2 separate regions of the Sus scrofa genome follow, and region 2 is linked to region 1. A link is a contact called in public HiChIP or PLAC-seq data. All regions are on one chromosome and are shown on one strand. Each heading gives the region's core, a stretch centred on a gene start, on an enhancer-like site or on the middle of the called end of the contact. The rest is flanking DNA. Distances are from core to core; before and after follow the strand shown.

What was found. HiChIP or PLAC-seq counts read pairs in DNA pulled down with a chosen protein or histone mark.
Region 2: a contact with region 1 is called in an H3K27ac HiChIP or PLAC-seq map of skeletal muscle. The contact joins the promoter of ACOT8 here to the promoter of DNTTIP1 in region 1. A contact is called at or near these places in 2 of 5 promoter capture datasets (fetal liver and liver), 23 of 47 Hi-C or Micro-C datasets (alveolar macrophages, blood, embryonic fibroblasts and 13 more) and 2 of 2 datasets of contacts at active chromatin or transcription factors (alveolar macrophages and skeletal muscle).

The regions. Positions count from the first base shown.
Region 1 is chr17:47,991,746-47,997,353 of Sscrofa11.1, forward strand. DNTTIP1 (deoxynucleotidyltransferase terminal-interacting protein 1) reads left to right here and starts at 2,913. Exons shown (of 13, transcript XM_001928813.6): 1 at 2,913-3,080; 2 at 3,637-3,707; 3 at 4,566-4,662. The coding sequence starts at 2,976. WFDC3 (WAP four-disulfide core domain protein 3) reads right to left here and starts at 2,999. Exons shown (of 3, transcript XM_013985426.2): 1 at 2,824-2,999. The coding sequence starts at 2,977.
Region 2 is chr17:48,051,825-48,057,432 of Sscrofa11.1, forward strand. It overlaps ACOT8 (acyl-coenzyme A thioesterase 8), which reads right to left and starts at 2,511. Exons shown (of 6, transcript XM_001928889.4): 1 at 2,267-2,511; 2 at 606-742. The coding sequence starts at 2,385. It overlaps ZSWIM3 (zinc finger SWIM domain-containing protein 3), which reads left to right and starts at 2,655. Exons shown (of 2, transcript XM_013985404.2): 1 at 2,655-3,042. The coding sequence starts at 2,888.

The sequences.
Region 1 (5,608 bases), core at 1,663-4,162:
GGTTCTATCCCCAGCTCCGGTGCTGTGGGTTAAAGGATCCTGCATTGCTGAAACTGTGGCATAGGTTGCAGCTGCAACCGGGATTCAATCCCTGACCCAGGAACTTCCGCATGCCACAGGTGTGCCAAAAAAGAAAGAAAGGGAGGAATGAAGGAAGGAAGGAAGACCTATCCTGGCTGCTTCAAGAATCTATGCATCCAGTTCTGTCCTACAGAGAAGACCACCTCCCCGAATGAGGAGCCTCACTCTGGGAGGGGGCAGGGGATGACTGCTCCTCTAGTCATTTTCTGTTACTCGTAGCCAGGGATCCCAAATGATAGCTCACCATGTTCTCCTGCAGTCACCCAGGATGCCATGGACGGAAGAGCAAGAAGTGCTTTCAGGAGGAAGAGGCAGCTTGACATGATGGTGATGCGGAGAGTTGAGATGGGAACTCAGTTCAGGCCAGATGTGTACACCTTGCCCGAATATCAACCAAGGGAAGGGCAACTGGCCTGAACCCAGCCCCAAAGTCTTCCCTTTCGCAATAATCCCCAAGGATGTTTTCACCTGACAGGAAGAAAAGTGATTGGTTTCCAGCGTGTGGGAAAGTTCCTGGCACTACCCACAGACACATGTGATGGGAACTCTGCAATGTACACAACACCCCTGGACAACAATGAGGAATCAGTGGACAGACAGCTAGGGAAATGGAGGGATACCCATTGGATAAAGGATCAAAGAGGACCCTAAAGGGTTCTGGAGGGACACAGCTATAGCTGAAATGACAGAGGAAAGGACTAGAGACACGACTAAAGAAAATAACCAAAGCTAATAAAATGCATCATGGCTCCTGTCCAAACTAGCAACCTAGAAAACAGAGAATGGAATGGACTACTTAGAAACCATCCATTTATCAAAGTCCCAAAGTGGAAATGTCTGATTAAACAAATTTTTGTAATCTTAAAAAAAAAAGAAAAAAGAAACTATCCAAAAACTACAGAAAAGCAGTATTTGAGTTTGTTCCAAACTAATACAAAGGCACTGAAAACCTACATCTTGGTCCCTCTAACTCACACAAGCCATTCATGGACTGTATGACCAAGAGAACAGCTGCTATGACTCAAATAGTAGTCTCGACCATTTATACTCCCTTTCCTTATCTATCCTGCTTATGACTTTGGTCAGCCATGATACCTAACAATGTCCACTGGCATTGCTTAGCCCCATAAAGTTAAAGAGCAGGGAACATTCAAGGCTCAAGGCAAAAACCTCAACAGGGCCAAAGAGTTTGGTGCCAGGAAGTTGCCTTATTGTTTTAAGATCGATACTGGAGGAGTTCCCATCGTGGCTCAGTGGAAATGAATCTGACTAGCATCCATGAGGATGCAGGTTTGATCCCTGGCATCGCTCAGTGGCTTAAGGATCTGGCGTTGCTGTGAACTGTGGTGTAGGTCACAAACAAGGCTCAGATCTGGCATTGCTGTGGCTGTGGTGTAGGCCAGCGGCAACAGCTCCAATTCGACCCCTAACTTGAGAACCTCCAAATGTCATGGGTTCGGCCCTAAAAAGCAAAAAAAAAAAAAAAAAAAGGCTGATACTGGAGCAAGGAGATGATTGATATTTGTTGATGATCCAATATGTGCTTTATATACCTTATTTATTTCTCACAATTTTTTTTTTTTTGGCCACACCCATGGCATGGGGGAAGTTCCTGGGCTAGGAATGGAACCTGCACCACAGCGGTAACCAGAACTGCGGCAATGGCAATGCCAGATCCTTAACCCACTGAACCACCATGGAACTCCTCCTCACAATCATCTTATAAACGTAAGAAAACTAGTTTAGAGGCAAAATTGCCCAAGGTCATTAAGTTAAGTGGCGGTTGCTAGAATTTGATAGTAGTAATGACAGCATTGTTTGAGGGTTTACTAGTGTCACAGTTCCAAATACTTTACATGAATTAATACACTTCATCCTCACTGCAACCCTATGAGTGACCTACCAATGGGGAAACTGAGGCCCAGAAGTAGATGTGGGTCACAGCTAATAAGTGGTAGGACAAAGGAAACAGTCCAATTCCATAGTCAGTGTTCTTAATCATATTATAGTGGATTTAAATTCAGATCTTTCTAATTGCAGAACTTACACTTTCAGAGTTCCCTGGTGGCTCAGTGGGTTAAGGACCAGGCATTGTCACTGCTGTGGCAAGGGCCCAAGAACTCCTGCCTGCCACCGGCATGGGCCAAGACAACAAAATAAAAGCAAAAACAAAAAAACAAAAAAATTCATACACTTCCTACTACCCCACATTATGACCTGATAAAAGTAACTCATTCATAAGTAGATCCAATTCTATTCAGGGACTTCTTACGTCTAATGCAGAGCTAAGGCTCTGGGGAACTCCACAGCTGTTAAACCCCTGCATGCCCAGCTCATCCTAGAATCACCCGTCTGGGGAGAGGAGCCCAGAATCTTCCTTCAGATGCCCTCAGACGCCAAGAGGCAACCCCTGGGAGAGAATGGTGGGTGTTGAGGTGAGAGCCAGACCCCCTCCCTCTTGTTGGGTTTCGGGGTCCTCGCATTAGGCCCATTCAATTCCAGCTGTGTCCCGGGCATATTAAAATCTAGTTTTCGAAGACAACTGCTGGTGCAACGATACCAAACGTTCCCCTCCGCTCCTTAACCCCAGCCGGTGGAAACCTTCTCCCCTCCTCCTGCCTCGCACTTCTCCAAGGGCCTTGGACCGGCCACAGAACGATCCTTGACTGAAGTGCACATCCGAGGCGCGGCCGCTCCCTGGAGGAAGCCCAGCCACCCAAACTGCCCCTGAGCGTCGGGTACCTGAGGAGACGCAGCGGTTCGGTTCCCCTGGTAACCCCGCCGCTCGCCGCGTCCCGCTTCCGGGGCGGTGGGCGGCGCGCTCCAATGACGTCACGGGGCCACTTTCCGGCCGGTGGCAGAGTTGGGCTGGAGTTGTGGGGGCCGGGGGCGCCATGGGGGCCACTGGCGACGCCGAGCAGCCGCGGGGACCCGGCGGGGCAGAGCGGGGCGGCCCCGAGCTGGGAGACGCGGGCGCAGCGGGGCAGCTGGTTCTCACGGTGAGGGCGCCATCGGGGAGGCCCCGGCGGGGCCTGGGCTCGGGCCGGGCAGGGCCTCGGGCTCCCGGGACCCTTGCCCGCGGGCGAGAGAACGCGGCGGCTGGGGCTGCTGAGGGAGTTGGCCCTGTCGCTGTCCGACGACCGGGCTTCATTCAAATTCTGGTGCTGCCCTCCTAGCTAGGTGACGTGGGCCGGCCCTGTCAAGCCCCTGAGCTGCAGTTTCCTCTTCTCGAAAGGAAAGGTGCCTTGTAAAGTTGTGGGGAGGGACATAAATGAGGATAAAGCGCCTCGCATATCATCAGGCACAGAGTGGGCTCTCGGTAAACACTAGTTCCCTTACTCCAGACGTTCCTGGAAAAGTGCGGTTGGGACTTTTCCTCGGTTCCTCTTCCCTAGCCGGGCTTTCCAACCACTGCCCTTCCCCCTCCCCCAAGGTGGGAGCCGCGATGAAAGCGCCTGAGAAGCGGGGATGTCTAGGTTTAACTTAACACCCACCCTCCACCTCCACCCCAGTGTCACCGACCTCGGTGACCTCTGCTCCCTTGGTCCCCCACAGAACCCTTGGAACATAATGATAAAGCACCGGCAGGTGCAGCGAAGGGGCCGCCGCTCACAGATGACAACAAGGTAAGGCTGACCCTGGGTGGGACTTCCCTTCCAGGCTGTGGCTTGGAAGGCCGCTTTTGGTTCCCCACTGGACCAAGCTGAGAAGAGATCATTGACCAGTAGAAAGAGGAGATTCAGGTTCTGTAACTATATGTGTGACCTTAAACAAGTCACTTCCTCCTCTGAACTTGTGCACAGGAGGGAGGCAGGTTGATTAAGCAATGCCCAGGATCCCTCACATTCACTGGTTCTGTGTTTGAAGGCTCCAGGAGGCAGAATAGCATGGAAGTTAGGAAAAATGTGGGGCTAATAGTTTCCATCTCAGAGTAGGGGAGAGAGCACAGGATGAGTCTTTGGGATGCTGGCTATATATATATATATATATATTTCTTCACCTGTTCACTAAAACAAAGCGTATAGACTTTTTCTGTATTTTTTTTTTAAGGGCCGCACCTGTAGCATATGGAAGTTCCCATGCTACGCCACAGCCACAGCAACACCAGATCCAAGCCACGTCTGCAACCTACACCACAGCTCGTGGCAACGCCAGATCCTTAACCCCACTGAGCGAGGCCAGGGATCTAACCCGCATCCTCATGGACACCAGTTGAGTTCATTACCGCTGAGCCACAATAGGAACTTCTCTGTGTTCGTATTATACTCTATAGAACACTTTTAAATGCCTACTTCATAGTGTTTTGAGAATGAAATAAAGTTCTGCATCTCTGTGGTTTGCCCAGAACCTGGGCACATAGCTAGTTTTCAGTAAAATTATCTCTTACTGTTGTTAAAGGATCTTGTGCAACTAATTGGCTGGGTAGACTAGCAAAGGATGTGTTTGGGACATGCCTCCTGACTGTGTCTCCCTCCTGAATGCAGCTTCACAGATCCTGCCATCTCCATGGATCTCCTCCGAGCTGTTCTGCAGCCTAGTATCAATGAGGAGATCCAGACTGTCTTCAACAAGTACATGAAGGTGAGAAGGACACAAAGTAATAGGAGTGAAGACTCAAGGGCCGTTCCTTTCCTGCAGGCCAATCTCCCTGGCTCTTTCTGGTACATGCAGATATCTAAAATGTTCCAATTCTGAACCCCCAAGAACATGTTTCCTCTTTGGGGGTAATTTGAATACCTCTTTTTGTTACCGAACCAAATTTGAGTCCACCCACCCGCATGCAGTAAAGCCAAATCTACTGACACCAGGTTGTGGTGAAGGAAAGTGCAGCTTTTCTCTCAGGTCACTAAGCAAGGAGTTCGGGGACAGCTAGTACTCAAAACAGTGCAGAGCTTTTTTTTTCTTTTTAGGGCCACACCTGCAGCATATGCAAGTTTCCAGGCTAGGGGTCAAATCAGAGCAGCAACTGCTGAGCTATATGCTACAGCTCACGGCAGTGCTGGATCTTTAAACTGATGAGCAAAGCCAGGAATGGAACCCACATCCTCATGGATACTAGTCGGGTTCTTAACCCACTTAGCCACAACGGAAACTCCACTGCAAAGCACTTTTAAAAGCCGGGTGAGACCAAAGAAATAGCAACAATAACAACAACAACAAAAAAGACAAAAGACAAAAAAAAAAAAAAAAAAAAAAAGGGAGTTCCCGTCGTGGCGCAGTGGTTAACTAATCCGACTAGGAACCATGAGGTTGCGGGTTCGATCCCTGCCCTTGCTCAGTGGGTTAACGATCCGGCGTTGCCGTGAGCTGTGGTGTAGGTTGCAGATGCGGCTCGGATCCCGCGTTGCTGTGGCTCTGGTGTAGGCCGGTGGCTACAGCTCCGATTCAACCCCTAGCCTGGGAACCTCCATATGCCGCGGGAGCGGCCCAAGAAATAGCAACAATAACAACAACAACAAAAAAGACAAAAGACAAAAAAAAAAAAAAAAAAAAAAAAAAAGCCGGGTGAGGGAGAAACTTCCCAGGG
Region 2 (5,608 bases), core at 1,261-3,760, 60 kb after region 1:
GCCCTAAAAAGAAAAAAAAAAAAAAAAAAGAGAGAGAGAGAGAGAAAGAGAGCGCACATGGGTTTTAAAAGATTACTCTCTCCTTTGACCTGAGAGCAGTAAGCAGCTATAGAGATCTTGCTTGGTCTGCCCCTCCTCCATTTTTTAGGTGGGATGAAGGAGGGATTGGGGAGGTAGTTATCTCACTCAAGGTCACCTGGCAAAGCTCAAACCAGACCCAAAGTCTCTTTGATTCCCAGGCTGGTGCTCTCTTCTCCAAGTTAAGCTGCCAGCCTCCAAACGCCCAGCAGAGGTTACAGAATCCTCCAAGAATTCAGCACAGGGCTGACCCCAGGTGTGTAAAGAATAAAGAACAAAAAACCCCCTGGCAACAGTGAAGCTGCCGAGTCTTGTGCCACCATGGGCCAGAAAACAAGTACACAGCATCTCAGCAGGTATGGGGTCTAAGGCTCTTCCTGGCCTCAGGCCTTGTTCCTCTCTAGGCTCCCTAGAGCATCCCACTCCCTTCCCCCCACCCTCCACCTCTCTCCCTCTTCCTCCCCAAGGCGGGGAAGTGGCTGCTTGGGCCACCAGAGCTGGGGTGGGGTAGGGAGGGGGTGGTTTACCTGTCCGAACAAAGTAGCAGTGCAGGGAGTGCACGTGAACATCTTCGCTCACAGACTTGGCTGCAGCCACCAGGGCCTGGCCTACAATCTGACCCCCAAACAGCCGCTGGGTTGAGGGTACCCAGTAATGCCTTCCTCTGTGGGGAGAGGGGAAAAGCAGGAAAGACTTGGGGGCTAGGCCAAATCCCAAAAACCTTTGATGAGCCTCTAGTGAAAGATCTCTTAACCTGATTGGGGTTTGGGACCCTTTGAGCATCTGCTAAAAGCCATAGATCCTTTCCCCAGGCAAATATCCTGACATCTCTCTACCTAAAACTTCAAGGCCTTAGGATGCCCAAAACGTCCATGGACTTCAGTTAAGGCTAATGAAGCAATTCCCATATTTTACACTACAAGAACAGGGAGCATAAGAGAGAAACTGACTCGAGCAAGGTCACACAGCTCAAACACTTCCATCCTGAGAAGTATCTGGGTCTTTTGACCCCATGTCTTCTTCCCATACCAGCGTAAGGGGTAAGCCTCTCAAGGCCTTAAGTAAACAAAGACGAACCCCCAAAGCTGGGAGTGGACTGTATTAAGGTCTGCCACTCACACCCCTCAACTTTATAGCCTAGTTCTTCGAAGAACTTGATTTAGAGATTGAAGGGCCCTCAGACTTCAAATTTGACCCCTTCAGTGTACAGATGTGGAAATTGAGGCCCTAGAGGCAAGTCTTGTCCTGTGCCTGTGCCCAGTGGCAGCTCAAGAATTTAGGTCTCCATGGAGCATCCGTCATGGCTCAGCGGAAAGGAATCTGACTAGCATCCATGAGGACACAGGTTCGATCCCTGGCCTCACTCAGCGGGTTAAGGATCTGGCGCCATGAGCTGTAGTGTAGATCACAGACATGGCTCGAATCTGGCCTTGTGGCATAGGCAAGTGACTACAGCTCCGATTCAACCCCTAGCCTGGGAACCTTCATATGCCACGGGTGCGGCCCTAAAAAGACCAAAAAAAAAAAGAATTTAGGTTTCCAACTTCTCACATCCCAGCTCAAGATGTTCACATAATGCATAGCAAACAGTTCTCCAGAGTTACTTGTAATTTGTTAAAATGGGGGAAATTAAGTTAATGCCTAAAATAGTTTCCAATCAGCCAAGAAGAGCCTTGGAAGCCTAAGCTGTTAAACCCTCCACTACAGTCAAGAATTAAAGTGGCATCAGGAAGGAAACTGGCTCAGGCCTCAGAATGAATAGCTATTAGACCCCACCTAGTGGTGGTGGGGATGGGGTAGGGAAGAGCAAATAAGTGAATTTCCCCGTAGGAGCTGCAGATAAGTTTGCGTCCTTGGACAAATCACTGTCCTTTCTGGGCTGGCTCCCCCTGGGATATGACTCCTCAAGGGAGGCTGCTGAGAAGGACATCTTGGGTCACCACTGTTTTTGTTCAGATTGAGAGGACCTCCGTGAGGCTGCACTGACCCCTTGTGCAGAGGAGGAAACCTGGGCAGCTTTGTCAGGCACAAGTTCCCTCCCAATCGGCGCAGAGGCATCCTACGCAGAGTCAATTCTCATCCCGGGGGCTACGGACAGGGGCGACGGGGTAGCAGCAGTCAATATCAGGAGCCCCTGTCCCACTGTGTCTCGGGCGGGTTGCGGGGGGTACCAGATGCGGCCAACTACCTGAAGAGGTCCTGGTCCAAGAGCTCGAGATTGAGCACGCTGGTGACCAGGACACTGCGGAGGTCCCCGGGTGGATCGTCGCCGCTCTGTCTGTCCTCGGGAGGCTCCGTGGACGACATGTAGTTCAGTTACAGCTCGCCAAGGACTCTGCCCCGAGCTGCTCACACGGAGATTAGGTAAAATGCGCAGCCTCCGGCAAAAAGCTAAATAACCGGAAGTATCCGGCCGGCCCTGGGAAAGCGGGATGCAGGTTATGATTGGTCAATGCCCCTGTCGGTTTTCCGTTGAGCCAGCCCATCTACTCTCTAGCGATTGGAAAAAGTGAGTGCCAGTCTGAGAGGCTGGTGCTGATTGGATGTGTCAGTGATGGGGCGGAGCCCCGAGAATGGATAATAAGGGCTGAGTGTCATTTCCCTTCTGTCAGTAGCAAAGACGCCCCCCAGTGCACCTAGGTCCTCCCGAGCTGAGGGCTTCTCCTGAGCTCCGTAACAGGCCACCCGACCCGGGCCGACCCTTAAGGCCTCCTGGGCCCACTCCAGTCTGTAGAAACCTCACAGTGTGACCTCTGACCCCTGGTGTGGATCTTGGGGCCAGCCCCTGTTGTGGGCTGAGGGGGCGGCCATGGAGCTAGGCAGCTGCTTCAAGACCTACGAGGACTTCAAGGAGTGCTTCAGCGCCTACAAAAAGGAGAACAGGTGCTCCTTCATTCTCAGGGACTGCGTCTCCGTCCGCTTCCACAACCTCAACCATGGCACCTCCATCCGCGAGGACATCCTGTAAGGGCGGGGCAGGAGGGTGGGGAGGAGGCCGGATGGCCCTCTGGAGGGCGGCTTGGAGGAGGGAGTGCAGCTGGGCCCCTGTCTCTGAGCATTCCACAGGCACTCATTGAGCACCTGCTGTGTGCCTGGTGAAAAGTGCTAAACCTTCACAGGCGTAACTCTTGCCCACTTCACCTTCACTCACTCCTTCATGCACAGCTTTTCTGGAATTCATAGTGACGGCAGTTTGTCCCATTTTTCAAGCACCTGCCGTATCCCAGACACAAAGTATGGCTTTCACAAATGGATAAAAACGCCGTGGCCAGAGTTTTCTTCATCAGTCTTCTCTTTACAAAGCAGTAATACTGATCAATTGTTGGTTCGTTTGTTTGTTCATTCATTCATCATTCATTGATTCATTCATTCTGTAAATGGTTCTTGAGCTCCTGAGGTTTAAAAAATTGTGTTTTTCAAACACTTTCCCATGGTCCAAGCAGCATTCTCTGTTTGGTATCCGTGTTACCCTGCAGAGCTGTACTGAAAATTATAGGCAAAGGTTATTTTTCTATTTGGCAGATAAGAAAACAGACTTGGAGGCTAAGCTAATGGTTGAACACTCAATTGCCTTCAGGACTCAGGTGAAACAGCCTAGTGTAAGAAAGTTTAACTTTTAATTTAACCATAAGAAAAACAATGAGGAAAGAACAACCAAAACCAGGTCTTTGTGCTAGGGAGAACAGACGTGTGAATTGGGCAAAATGGAGCACAGGCCCTGTTTGATCAACTTCAGCTGATGGTTGCCATGTGAAAATGAGCCAGTGTTCCTAGATTTAGGGCAAATGGAGTCAGAAATCCAGGCTTTCCGTGAGTTTGTCCACTTTTTAAAAATTGAAAATTCAAATTTGAACACACCCTATGTGGGCCAACTCTGAGAATCAAACTATATCTGAGTTTGAGACTTCTGGGTTGAGACATTTGGTCAAAGTTCCCTATCTAGGGAGCAGGCTGTGTTTTTTTCCCCAGTCTGAGGTCCAGGGTTCTGCTCGTACAGACAATGTAGAGGAGCCAGTAACGAAACCTGCTGTCAAAGAGCTTGAGATGGCATAGCGATTCGGGTAACCTGACTAGTATGTGATAAACGCTTTAAAAGCAGTGTGCAGAGGAAGAAGTGACAAGTGCCTGGGAAGAGGGAAACGGCTTCACACTGGAAGTAATGGTTTCTGCTGGGCTGTGGATGAATGCAAAGGGCTAGTGTAGAAGTCGAATGGTTAGTTACCGAGTAACACAGGAGGATCACTTGACCAGAAGGAGCTGTGGAGCAAAGGCACAAATAGGTGAAAGAAGTAGCATGTCTGAGATAGTGTGGCATGCCATGCTTACAGGAGATCATGTCACTTGCATGTTACCTAAATGGTCTTTAGAGAGTTCCCTGGTAGCTCATCAGGTAGAGGATCCAGTGTTGTCACTACTGTGGCTCGAGTTTGCTCCCTAGCCCAGGAACTTCTGCATGCTGCAGGTGTAGCCAAAAGGAAAAAGAAAAAAAAAAGTCTTTGGGTACCATTGTGAAGTGTTTGGACTTTAATTTATGCTGGTAGCATCTTCTAAGCAGTGAAAGAATCAAAAAATGCCCTGCTCTCAAGCTGCTTACACTCTAAGCCAGATAGAGTACAGGAGCCTCCTGCTGCCCTCAAGTTTAAGTCCAGGACCTGGCTTGCCAGATCATCTGACCTTTCTGACCTCTGACCCTTCTGACCTCTCCATCTTGCACTGTGTGCTCCATCCACACTGGGTCTACACCACATTCAGCCCCCCTCCCAAACTACAGCTTCCTGGTCCTGCACTTAACCATATCTACTAGTTAGAATAATCTAGCCCATCCACTTATCTTAGCTCACTTTTCCTCAAAATGTCAGGTATTTTATTTATTTATTTTTTATTATTTTTTTTATTTTTTGTCTTTTTGCCTTTTTATAGGGCCACTCCCACAGCATATGGAGGTTCCCAGGCTAGGGATCTAATCGGAGCTATAGCCACCGGCTTACACCACAGCCACAGCAACGTAGGATCCGAGCTGCGTCTGCAACCTACACCACAGCTCACTTGGCAACGCTGGATCCTTAACCCACTGAGCAAAGCCAGGGATCGAACCCGCAACCTCATGGTTCCTAGTTGGATTCGCTAACCACTGCGCCACAATGGGAACTCCTCAGGTATTTTATATACGATCCTCTCATCACCATATATCCTGAACTACAATTTACTTAACATTTTTCTTTAAATTGTTGTAATATTCAAAGAAACTTCCACATGCCATTGGTGTGGCAAACAAAACAAAAAAAGCCTCGATGCCTATGTACACACAGGGTATGTTTGTTCAGGCTCAGAGTATCTCAGGAAAGTAACAGCAGTTGTGTCTCACACAGTGGAAAGGACACTGACCTTTTTATGTAATTTTTTAAATTTCAAAAAAATTAAATTACTATATTAGCCACTCAAAAAAATTCATTTTTTAAGAGAGTTCTCATCGTGGCTCAGTGCTTAGCAAATCCGATTAGGAACCATGAGGTTGCAGGTTTGATCCCTG